Linked DNA regions of Mus musculus: region 1 is linked to region 2. Evidence: chromatin contacts called from public HiChIP or PLAC-seq data. All regions are on one chromosome and are shown on one strand. The core of a region is the stretch at or near the end of the contact, and the rest is flanking DNA. Distances in the headings are between cores, read along the strand shown.

What was found. HiChIP or PLAC-seq counts read pairs in DNA pulled down with a chosen protein or histone mark.
Region 1: an H3K4me3 HiChIP or PLAC-seq map of the SCID.adh cell line shows a contact between it and region 2, with 12 read pairs. The contact joins the promoter of Fam220a here to the enhancer-like site in region 2. A contact is called at or near these places in 3 of 39 promoter capture datasets (3T3-L1-derived adipocytes and liver), 6 of 15 datasets of contacts at CTCF or cohesin (CD8 T cells, the G1E-ER4 cell line, the NIH/3T3 cell line and 1 more), 23 of 484 Hi-C or Micro-C datasets (B cells, CD8 T cells, the F1.1 cell line and 12 more), 11 of 115 datasets of contacts at active chromatin or transcription factors (the HPC-7 cell line, the SCID.adh cell line, bone marrow-derived dendritic cells and 6 more) and 3 of 9 other capture datasets (adipose tissue, liver and pancreatic islet).

What each region holds. Positions count from the first base shown.
Region 1 is chr5:143,547,410-143,550,109 of GRCm38.p6, forward strand. Fam220a (family with sequence similarity 220, member A) reads left to right here and starts at 1,311. Exons shown (of 2, transcript NM_133703.5): 1 at 1,311-1,725.
Region 2 is chr5:143,483,851-143,486,550 of GRCm38.p6, forward strand. Daglb (diacylglycerol lipase, beta) reads left to right here. Exons shown (of 15, transcript NM_144915.3): 7 at 376-502. Among named protein-coding and RNA genes, the nearest start is that of Daglb, 21 kb to the left of the region's middle. Within about 2 kb of position 1,306, at least 12 of the 459 cell types and tissues checked have an H3K27ac peak or open chromatin away from gene starts, as enhancers often do. A contact at or near this core is called in the SCID.adh cell line, Th1 cells and microglia, where this site is marked.

The sequences.
Region 1 (2,700 bases), core at 61-2,560, 64 kb after region 2:
TGTGTAGCTTTGGCTGTTCTGGATCTCAGTCTAAAAACTGGACTGACCTCGAACTCACAGAGATCTGCCTGCCTCTGTCTACTGAGTACTGGGGTTAAAAGCATGCACCATCACCACCACGGACCACCAGGTTTACCTTGTTTTCTTACATGTGTGAGTCGTAGAGTGGGGTTGCTGCGTTGCGTCCTGGCGCCCTCTAATGGTGAAGCTGAGGATAACAGGGAACGTGGCGTGGCAGCGCTAACCTGTTGCTATTCCAGTTTCAGGAGGCTGCTGCTGAGTTGATATCACCCTTTATGGCCTGGACCCTCTCACACCCATCACCAAACAAGAAGATGCCGTACAGAATCGCTTACAGGTCAACCTGATGGAGGCAGTTTTTCAATTGAGGTTCCTTTTTCCAGCATAACTCTAGGAATTAGATAACTCTAGACGAGGTTCTCAGCCTTCCAATGCGCGACCCCCTTAATACAGTTCTTCGTGTGGTGACCACCAACCATAAAATTATTTCACAACGACTTTATAACTTTAGTTTTGCTAATTTTACGAATCGTAATGTAAATATCTGATATACAGGTGGTCTTAGGCTAACCACTGTGAAAGGATCGTTCGGTCTCCAGAGAGGTCGCGACCCACTGGTTGAGAACTGCTGGTCTATCTTGTGTCACGTTAACAAAAATAAATGAGCAGCATAGAAGGCAACACCCTAGAGTCACTTGTGTTCTTCCACCATGAGGGTCTCAGGAATTGAACTCAGATCCTCTGGAGCAATGGGAAGTGCATTTTACCTACTTCACCATTTTGCTGGTCTCACTGTAACCATTTTTAGGAATATGTGTGTTATAAAGTACCTGTGGCCATACCCAGGCATCATCTCTTTTCTGTTATATTTTAAAGATTGATTTTTATTTGGATGTGGTGTGTGTGCGAATGAGTGCAGATGCCCAGGAAGGTCAGATATTGGCTCTCCTGGAGCCAGCTACAGGTGGATTTTGAGCCACCTAGTGTGGGTACGGGAAACTGAACTGAGGGTCCTCTGGAGGAGCAGCCAGCCTTGAGTTCATGTTTTTCCTGCTTCAGTCTCTTGAGTGCTGGAATATTAACAGGCTAGCGCCACCACGCCACTTTCCCTGTGTCGTTATTCTCAACTCTTCACCATTAGAGGACGCCAGATGCAACGCAGCCAACCCTAGTCTCCAACTCATGCGCACTTCACTTGCAGGAAAGCCGCCCGAGGGGCGGGGCGGCCCGGGGCGGGGCGGGAGGCGGAGTCTGCTGCCTGCGCAGGCGCGGGCCGGCTTTGTGACGTCAGGCCGCGCGGCCCGGCCGGGAATCCAGGTGGTAGCTGGTGGAGTCGCCTCCGGAGAGTGACGCGCAGACTCGGCTCCCCCGCGGCCCGCCCTCCTGCCGGCCTCGCCGCGGTCTCCCTTGCTCCCTGAGATCGCTGAGCGCTGAGCAGCGGCCCGGGAGAGGAGGCCTTGGGCGACGGGGCGCGGAGAGGGAGGGCGGGCGGGCAGTGGGGGCGCCGCGGATCTCTATATGGCGACGGCTCTGTCGGGTCTGGCTGTCCGGCTGTCGCGCTCGGCCGCCGCCCGCTCCTATGGGGTCTTCTGCAAGGGGCTGACCCGCACGCTGCTCATCTTCTTTGACTTGGCTTGGCGGCTGCGCATCAACTTTCCTTACCTCTACATCGTGGCTTCCATGATGCTCAACGTGCGCCTGCAGGTAGGTGAGCCGCGCCCTCCGCATCCCTGCCCACCTGGCTCGGCGGGATGCAGGTGCTAAGGGGCTCATGCTATCAGCCTGAGGCTGAGTGTGAACCAAACACCGCGTCCCTCCCACCCCCGTTACCCTACTCTGCATAGAGGATGCTTCAGAAGGTAGGTTCCCACATCTGGGGGTGGGGTCCAAGGAAAGATGACAGGAAGGTCCCTTAGGACGCTTTGTCCTCAAAAATGACAAATTGTTGGCGATCCTGTAGCTGCGAGTTCCTTTGTGAATTCTGGTTCCCCAAACTTTGTGACGGTATATTATATTATCCTTGTACTGTAGGTTGAAAGTTAATGGTGTCTTGACCAATGTTTTCGGTATCTTCTGACCAGGGATTAGAAATGGCGATAGGGATGAAGATGAGAGAGAAAGAGGGAAAACAGATTTAGAGGCCTGCAACAGTTTAGACGTGGACTAACAGCATGCCTGCATCAGCATTCTGGAGGCCTCATTTGCTGAAAATGACTGACATTTCTCTATCTTGAATTTACAAAATGCTTTTTTTTCTAGCGGAGAGGTCTTACGGACCTGAGTGTTCTGTCTCAAAATGTAAGAAAGGCTGCATAGTGAACTTGGATTCTGTTTACACACCTTGGAGTGTCACAGGCTGTGTTGGAAGGAAGGACTTGGCTCCACCCCTGGGAAGCATGTAATCTGACAGAGGTTTTTTGTTGTTGTTTTTGTTTTGTTTTTGGTTTTTTGTGGTTCTGGAAATGAACCCGGTGGGTGCATTGGTTTGCCAGCCCTAACCCCAGCCTTACTGTGCTTATGTTGTTCCCTGGTGTGCAGAGGCGCCAGTTCAGTATAGTGCTACCTAGTTTTTCTGCAGTTGGGTCAAGTTGGAGTGTAATGGACTTGGTGTGTGTAAATGGTCCATGACACAGACCACATGAAATCGGAAGCCAAATATGTTGATCAAAATTGGTTAAA
Region 2 (2,700 bases), core at 56-2,555:
TGATGTATGTGGGTGCGTGCATGCCAGAGCACGTGTGAAGGTTCAGCAAGACACCCTGTCTCAGAGGAGTTAAGGCAGAAAGAATGTCAGAGTAGGATATCCCATGTCCATATATGTGTGAGTGCACATGCAAATGTGCGCACAGACACATATAGACACGTGATGAATGAATGAATGAATGAATGAATGAATGAATATCTAGAATGTAGTAACTCACTGAAAAAGCATTTGTCCCATGTGCAAGCCCCATGGATCTGCTAGAATGTCTGAGAAGTATCCAGCCCTCCCCTCCCGAGTTCTCTAGATAAATCCACGGGGTCACCGTGTACGGTGGAAGGCACGGGTACCACAATCACCTCTTTCCGTTCCCTGTAGTTGCAGAGCCAGAGACATAGAGTACGATGCAGTGGAAGGTGACCAGCACAACTGCCACTTCGCCTCCATCCTGAAGACCACAGGGCTGCAGTACAGGGATTTCATTCACATAAGCTTTCACGACAAGGTATTGTCTCAAGCAGGGTGCTCTAGATGTGGGTCCTGGACTCCTGTGGGGTCTGGTGGTGGGAGTGTGTGTTTGTGTATGTCTGTGTCGGTGTGTTTGTGTGTGTGTGTGTCTCTGTATATGTAGGTAAGTGTGTATGTCTGTGTGTGTGTGTTTGTGTGTGTTTATGCATGTATGTCAGTGTCAGTGTGTGTGTATGTCTGTTGTTGGGACTTCAACTAGGACCTTTCACAAGCTAGATAAGCACTCTACTAGTGAGCTATATTCCTAGCTCTTATTAAAAAAAACATCTTTATAGGCCAAGCAGTGGTGGCGCACGCCTCTAATCCCAGCACTCGGGAGGCAGAGGCAGGTGGATTTCTGAGTTCGAGGCCAGCCTGGTCTACAGAGTGAGTTCCAGGACAGCCAGGGCTACACAGAGAAACCCGGTCTCAAAAAACCAAACCAAACCAAACCAAACCAAACCAAACCAAACATCTTTATTAGTGGTGTGTGTGTGTGTGTGTGTGTGTGTGTGTGTGTGTGTGTGTGTGTGTGCACACGCGTGTGCACTCTTGCATGTGTGCATACAGGTCCTGCGGATTGAACTCAGATTATCAGGCTTGTTGGTGAGTGTCATAACTTACTGAACCATCTTGCTAATTCCCAGCCTTTTTACTTTTATACACACACACACACACACACACACACATACACACACACACACACACACACAGAAAGCTTGCCTACCCGCTTGAAAGTCTGTGGTTAGCATTACTTAGTTGCTCTCTAACCTCTTTTGTGTGGTTAACCTCTGTAACCGCTACTGGTGGCGTGCAACTGTTTTCAGACTCTGTGGTTCACAGAGTGTTTTGGCAGAACTTTTAGGAAGAGTTCTATAGTTGGGCTGGCGAGGTGGCTCAGTGGGTAAAGGCATCTGCCTCCAGGCCTGAGAAGCCACGTTCAGTTCCTGGCATCTATACAGTAGAAGGAGAATGAGCTCCCTCAAGTTGTCTTCCAGTTGCTTCACACATGCATTGACACGCACATGCACACACACAGCCTCCACACATAACTTCTGAAATTGCCAAGTATGGTGGTGTGTGCTCATAATCCCAACCTTTGAGAGGCTGAGGCAGGAGGATAGAGAGAGACCCAGTCAGAGTGCCGAGGGCCATGCAGAGGAACGGCAGATGGCTTTAGATCGTGGATGCAGCCCACAGCTTACCACCGCCACGTGAGTGAGCCTCGGCGTGGCACGGTTCCGAGGACCATGTGTCCATGAAGTTCTGAGGGCTTCGTGCTGTTATGGGGTTCTGCTCTGCCTGCTGCCCTCACATCCCTCTTAGTCTAAGAATTCTATTAAAACTCTAAGGGGTTTCCAGTCCCTCAGGGGACAGTATCGTGGACGCATACAATGCTATGCTTGATCTCTCTCAGGCACTGCTGCTGGGGCACATTAATGATCCTGTCACCAGAACTTAGAGATGCAGATTGTCAGCCATGAGAACATTTGGAAAAATTAAATTGTTAGTGAAGCTAGGTTGAGATGTTTTTACTACTGGCTCTGATGGAGAAAACCTTAGGAAGTAATTTATAGTTCAGAGAGGCACACTCTTATTAGCTAAACTAGGGACCTTTTAAGGTCAGGGAACTAGAACAATGGCAGCCCTGGCTGACAGGACTCACTGAGTCTGGACTGGTGAGGACTGATTTCTTGTACCCATTTTGCCCTCATCTTCCTGATAGGATTTATTAAGATTGACTGATGAGTAGATAAGCATTCTGAGGATTTAGAGTTTGTGAGTGGAAGGTTGGAATATCCTTGCTTCTGTCCATCAACTCTGTGTGTGTGTGTGTGTAAGAGAGAGAGAGTGTGTGTGTGTGTGTGTGTGTGTGTGTGTGTGTGTGTAAGAGAGAGAGAGTTTGTGTGTGTGTATGTGTGTAAGAGAGAGAGAGTGTGTGTGTGTATGTGTGTAAGAGAGAGAGTGTGTGTGTGTGTATGTGTGTAAGAGAGAGAAAGAGTGTGTGTGTGTGTGTGTGTGTGTGTGTGTGTGTGTGTGTAAGGTTTGTGTGAATAAGGGCTGGAAAACTGTTGGTGTCCATCCATCACCTATGTGTATGTATATAAAGCTTGTCTGGTGTGTATTGGAGCTTGCTCCATCCACCAATTTTGTGTGTGTGTGTGTGTGTGTGTGTGTGTGTGTGTGTAAGTAAAA